2 separate regions of the Hordeum vulgare genome follow, and region 1 is linked to region 2. A link is a contact called in public Hi-C data. All regions are on one chromosome and are shown on one strand. Each heading gives the region's core, a stretch centred on a gene start, on an enhancer-like site or on the middle of the called end of the contact. The rest is flanking DNA. Distances are from core to core; before and after follow the strand shown. Region 1 has its middle 160 kb from the start of LOC123425393. Region 2 holds the start of LOC123425388 (phosphatidylinositol glycan anchor biosynthesis class U protein-like).

Region 1 (2,700 bases), core at 196-2,695, 620 kb before region 2:
CATGTTTTAGTTTTTTTCTGTGAGAGACATGGTTTTGTTTTCGTGAAAGGTACGACCGTGCCTCTCCGAAATTAAAAAGCACATTTTCCAAAAAAAAATCACGAGTGATACGGTTTTGCTTTCGCGAAAGGCACGACTGCATCTCTCAGAAACAGAAAATAAATATGTTTTCCGTGTTTTTACGAGATACATGATTTTGCTATCGTGGGAGGCATGATTTTGCCTTCATGAAATACACGGCTGTGTTTCTCAGAAACGAAAAAATCGCCTTTTTTCTTTCACGAGAGGCACGATTTTCTCATCAGCTTTCTGTGATTTTTTTAAAATCTATCAATATGGAATCTAGTTTTGAAGATCTTGACGCGGGGAACCCAACGATGTAAATGGTTTGAGATTTGGATGCACGATTTTAAAAATGAAACATTTTAAAAATATGGATGTTCAAAAAAAGAAAAAAAAATAGGTTGTAATAAATGACACAATCTGACAAGGTGAGACTGATCTTTTAAAAGAATACCCTTCAATTAATGTCCCAAAATGCCCAACCGCCGACCCTCCTATGCGCCGCTCTTTGCGGCAACTGCCAAGCGGACGCACAGGGGGTCGCCCCGACTGGGCCAGCCCAAGTTAGCCACCAGTACCGAATGTGGAGACCACAAAAAAAATTAGCGACCAGCAGTTGAAAAATCTGAAACATTTCATTTAAAAAATCCAAAACATTTCATTAAAAACATTCCAAATTTGAACATTATTTGAAATCCGGAATATTTTTTCAAATTGTGGAATATTTCTTCAAATACCTGAACTTTTCTAAATTCTGAAACATTTTTTCAAATTCTGGAAAAAAAGTCAAATTCCGGAATTTTTTTCAAATTTTCTAAGCTTTTTTCAAATTTCGGAATATTTCTTTTGAAATATTCCAAACATTTTAATAAAAATATCAGAAAATTTTATTAAATTCCGGAAGAAATTTTCAAATCTCGAAACATAATTTAAATTCCGAAATAAATTTTCAAATTTGGAACATTTTTTCGTATTCTGGAACATTTTTTTAAATTCCTGAACATTTTTAAAACTCTGGAACATTTTCCAAATTTCGAAACATTTTTTAAATTCCAAACCAAAAAATTCTGAAACATTTTTTGAAATTTCGTAACTTTTTTGAAAAATCCAGAACATTTTTAAAAGAAAAACAGAAAAAAAAGAAACAAAGAAGATTATAGAAAAAAAGAAAACAAAAAAAAGAAAACCGGTTCAGGGAATATTATAGAAAGTTCCCAAAACCGGAAAAAGCCGGCTGAAAACCTTCCCAATATCGGAGCTTTTGGCGTGTAAATGAACTGGCCTATTACGAAACGCAGCCTGGAGCACCTGTGCGAAGCCTCGACATTTAGACGACGCAGAATGCGGCGAATAGGGATTTCCAACCGCCAAGGCCCGATTGTTTAGCTCGATCGCATGTGGATTCACTTGGTTTTCTCGCTCGCCCATCCTGCTGTTGTTACTAGGGCAATGTTGCTACTCTCTTATGATTGGTTTTCTTCAACCTTTTATTTAATCTAAAATATCCACAAAATGTTGCTACTCTCTTTAGATTGGTGAAATCACAAAATGTTCGCATAATTTTACAAAATTCCGGTGAACTAAAAAACTAATAATTTAAAATTTATTTACTAAATCTAAAATATCCATGAGTTTAAAAAATATTCATGACTTTGAAAAAGTTGATGAATTTATGAAATGTTCCAAATTCTGTAAAATGCTATTTTTTATAAGTATTTATGAATTTCAAAATGTACACGGATATAAAAATTTATAAATCTATTTCTGCGAATTTAAAATTACAGAAATGAAATAGGAAAATTAATTGTATTAAAAAGCAGAAAGTCAAAAACCAAAAGGAAAACATGTAAACCGACCGAGAAAAAAGGAAAATAAATGAAAAAAGGCAGACAAGAGAGAACCTTTTAGAATGTTATCAAAATCAGAAATAAAAGCAAATTGTTGTGAACTGTATATGTGCATGTAGAATACAAAAAACATACTACTCCCCGAGATGGGCGGGAATTGGATTTTCCTATTACAACCTCATGGAGTGAGTTCTTTCCTTTGAAAACACTATCTTTTAGTTGAATTTTAAAGCTCAGAAGGGAGTTTTGTATTTCTGCTTGGTGAGAGATATATTACGCAAGCACTAGAAAACACCCACATAGGCACACCTTGTTTACCGGTTTTCCGAAGCTTCCACACGGGTTTGGAAGCTTCAACCAGCTTTTTCTTATTTTCTGTATTTTCTACAGTGGTTTTATTAGTTTCTGCTCATTTTATTTTTGTTTCTACCTTGTTGATTTTTCTCATATTTGTTTTCTATTTTCCTTCTATGATTTTCTCTCTCCTTATTTCTTTAATTGATTGGGAAATGCTTTATAGAGCGGGGCGATCGAGCGAATAAAGTTATTGGGCGAGGACCATCTATGCGAGGTGTGCTTTATAGGTGCGGGAAGATGGTGATGGAGATATGATCTAGAGGCAAGAATAAAACTTATTATTTATCTCTTGGTTCATAATTATGTTTATATTATGTGCTATAATTTTCATGGTTCTCGAGTGTGTATATTTAAGAAGTTGAGATGAAAACCCATGTGCATGCATGAAATAAATAAACGGTAAAATAGATTCCTAGCCATTCCTCTAAGACTA
Region 2 (2,700 bases), core at 31-2,530:
ACGTCGCCGTTGGGGTCCTGGATTGACAGGAAGCTGCTGGTCGACCCCAAGATGCTCTTCGTCGGATCCAAGGTTGGGGAGGGCGCCCATGGGAAGGTCTACAAGGGGAAGTAAGTGGACGAACCTTTGTGGCATATAACCCGTGCATAGTGATTCATATGCTTCACCTCAAGGTCGGCAGTACTTGCATCAATTGTTCCAGATTTGAATTTATGTTCCTAAGCTTTAGTACTAGCAGTTGTCCAATCCAATGGGTGTTATTGCAAAAGGTTCTATAGTTATGTATCACGAAGTAGGGGGTAAGAGTTGGTATGATTTTAATTTATAAGTATCCAATTGCTTCGAGAGCCGCTTTAGGGTTCTCATTTTATCGACGGCAGTATTACCTCCCTAGGATTTGATTTATTTTGCGCTTCATTTAGCTATGCCACCTGTTGTACATATCTGTTATTCCTGCTATAGTCAAGGATTCTGACCTCTTTTTCTTAGGTTTGAGTCTTGTTCTAATACTTGCAAAGAGTTGATTCTCTTAAATTTATTTATGTTTCAATGTACAGCATGTGTGTATATTAATGAATAAAACCATTTTCTTCTGCTGCTAATCGTTGATGTTCTCACAAGTTGAGTTGCCAGCCTGACATTCTTGTCCCCCCAAGGAGAAACCTATGCTGTTTAATTACATTTATATTGTAGTTTTGTTTTGCCCATGTGGATACTCTTGATAGCTTATATTAGCAGCCGCCCCCCCACGGAGAAACCCAAGGAGAAACCTATGTTGGAATTTTGAAATAGAATGTTTAATAAATTATAAAATGTTCGTGGATTAAAAAATATTCGTGATTTTGCAGAAAATGTTTGAAATTTTGAAAACAAATATTCAAGAAATCAAACAATGTTCATGATTTTTTTAAAGTTCATGAAGTACTTTTTATAATGAAATTATGCAAAAAAATTGTCAATTCTAAAAATGATCATGAATGGAAAAATATTCTAAAAATTCAAAAAATAATGGTTTGTGACTTATAAAATAGTTTTTCATTCATAAAATGTTTGCTGATTTAAAAAATAATCATGCATTTCTTTGTCCCGTTGCAACGCACGGGCCCTTTTACTAGTGATCTAAAAACAGCGCATCAAACTAAAATTGTGCCGTGGCTGGGCCAGGAAGCAAGGCACGTGGGCTGGTACGACACAGCCCATTTAATAAATGTGTCTGTGTGGGCCATGTCGTTCCAGGCACGATTAGCACGGGCTTTGCTCCAACCGCTCAGGAAAAAAAAAAACACTGCTCCCGACTCCCGTCCCCGATTCTCCTCCCGATCTCGCAGGCCCGCCGTCGCCACCACCGGACCCCAGGAGGCAAGGAGCCGGCCCTGCCCACCCAGTGCCCCTCCCCGCCCCAACCTTCGGTCGCCCACCGCCGCACCGCAGCCTTGCCAGCCGGGGCTCGGCAGCCGCCCATTCCGCACTCGGCAGCAGTCCTGCCCTGCGGCCGGCGGTGTGCAGTTGCAGCGGCCAGCCGATTTGAGGTACCTTTTCTCCATTCCCCAAGTTTTGATTGGCCTCATTACGAATTTCGGGTTTAGATTCATGAATTATCAGGTGGATTATGACAGTGCTATCTGCCACGTACATTAACACATACACATAATTTCTTGTGTCCAATTATGTCGTCATGATTGATACTCCCGATACACATACACATAATTTTGCACATAATTTCTTGTGTCCAATTTTGCACATAGGTACAGAGTTAGTAGAATGTAAATTTTTGTTGTGTCCAATCAGGTGAATTATGATTTTACACAGAATTTGCTGTGTCCAATCAGGTGGATTATGATAGTTCTGTTGGTAAATTAAATTAGTATGTTAACATGTCATATTTGCAAATCCTAGATCTCCACTGATCAGCGGCGATGGCGATCCGACACTACTGGTCGATGGCTGTCGCGGCCGTTGGGTTCCGCCTCGTTCTGGTGCTCTTCGGCGGAGACCTCCACCTTGCCTCCCGCCCGGAGGTCTCCACCCCCCTCACGTCCCTCCGCCGCCGTAAGCACACCTCCTTGCTCTCAGTCCTTCCCTTCCAAACCCCAGCCATTTTGTGATGCTGACGTAATTGGACATCTTGTTTGCCTCTCTGTGTGTGGTGCAGTGGCAGAAGGATACTGGCTAAAGCAGGCGTCCATGTCACCCTATTCCGGTACGTTACGCAGCTCCCCTCTTTGCTCTCTTTGCTAACTTTTAGCACTTCACATTTGCATCTGAATGACCAAAATTTCGAGGCCATGATAGTGGGGTGGGAGGTGGTACTATTAGGTACTCCCTCCGTCCGGTGAAAAATGTGCATATAGAAATTTTAGGACAAATTGTGGAGTGGAGTAAAAAATGCATTGGAAAGGTGCAAACCATCATTCTTTCCTCTTTAATTACCCAAACCCCAATGAGCTAAGTGCATGTAGAAATTGAGGAGACCATATGTAGAATGTTATTGGTCTTGATTACCGTGTGATGAGAGAGAAACATTTTTTCTACTTTAAAGTGCATCGGGAAGATAGAAATACAACTTTTGTGGACAAATTTTAAAGCTAAATGTAAAATCTTCACCGGGGGAGGGAGTACTACAGTGCAATTTTAAAATACTTGATGGCGACACTGGTGACTTCCCGATTAAGATAGGGCTGCATCAGGGGTCACAAGGGA

The links. Hi-C and Micro-C count contacts between places; a contact is called where the count stands out from the background.
Region 1: a contact with region 2 is called in a Hi-C map of leaf, with 2.6 times the contacts expected there. The contact joins the enhancer-like site here to the promoter of LOC123425388 in region 2. A contact is called at or near these places in 3 of 6 Hi-C or Micro-C datasets (leaf and seedling).

What each region holds. Positions count from the first base shown.
Region 1 is chr2H:109,247,211-109,249,910 of MorexV3_pseudomolecules_assembly, reverse strand. No RefSeq gene overlaps it. Among protein-coding and RNA genes, the nearest start is that of LOC123425393, 160 kb to the left of the region's middle. Within about 2 kb of position 1,445, at least 2 of the 3 cell types and tissues checked have open chromatin away from gene starts, as enhancers often do. A contact at or near this core is called in leaf, where this site is marked.
Region 2 is chr2H:108,630,455-108,633,154 of MorexV3_pseudomolecules_assembly, reverse strand. LOC123425388 (phosphatidylinositol glycan anchor biosynthesis class U protein-like) reads left to right here and starts at 1,280. Exons shown (of 15, transcript XM_045109083.1): 1 at 1,280-1,529; 2 at 1,897-2,049; 3 at 2,153-2,200. The coding sequence starts at 1,917.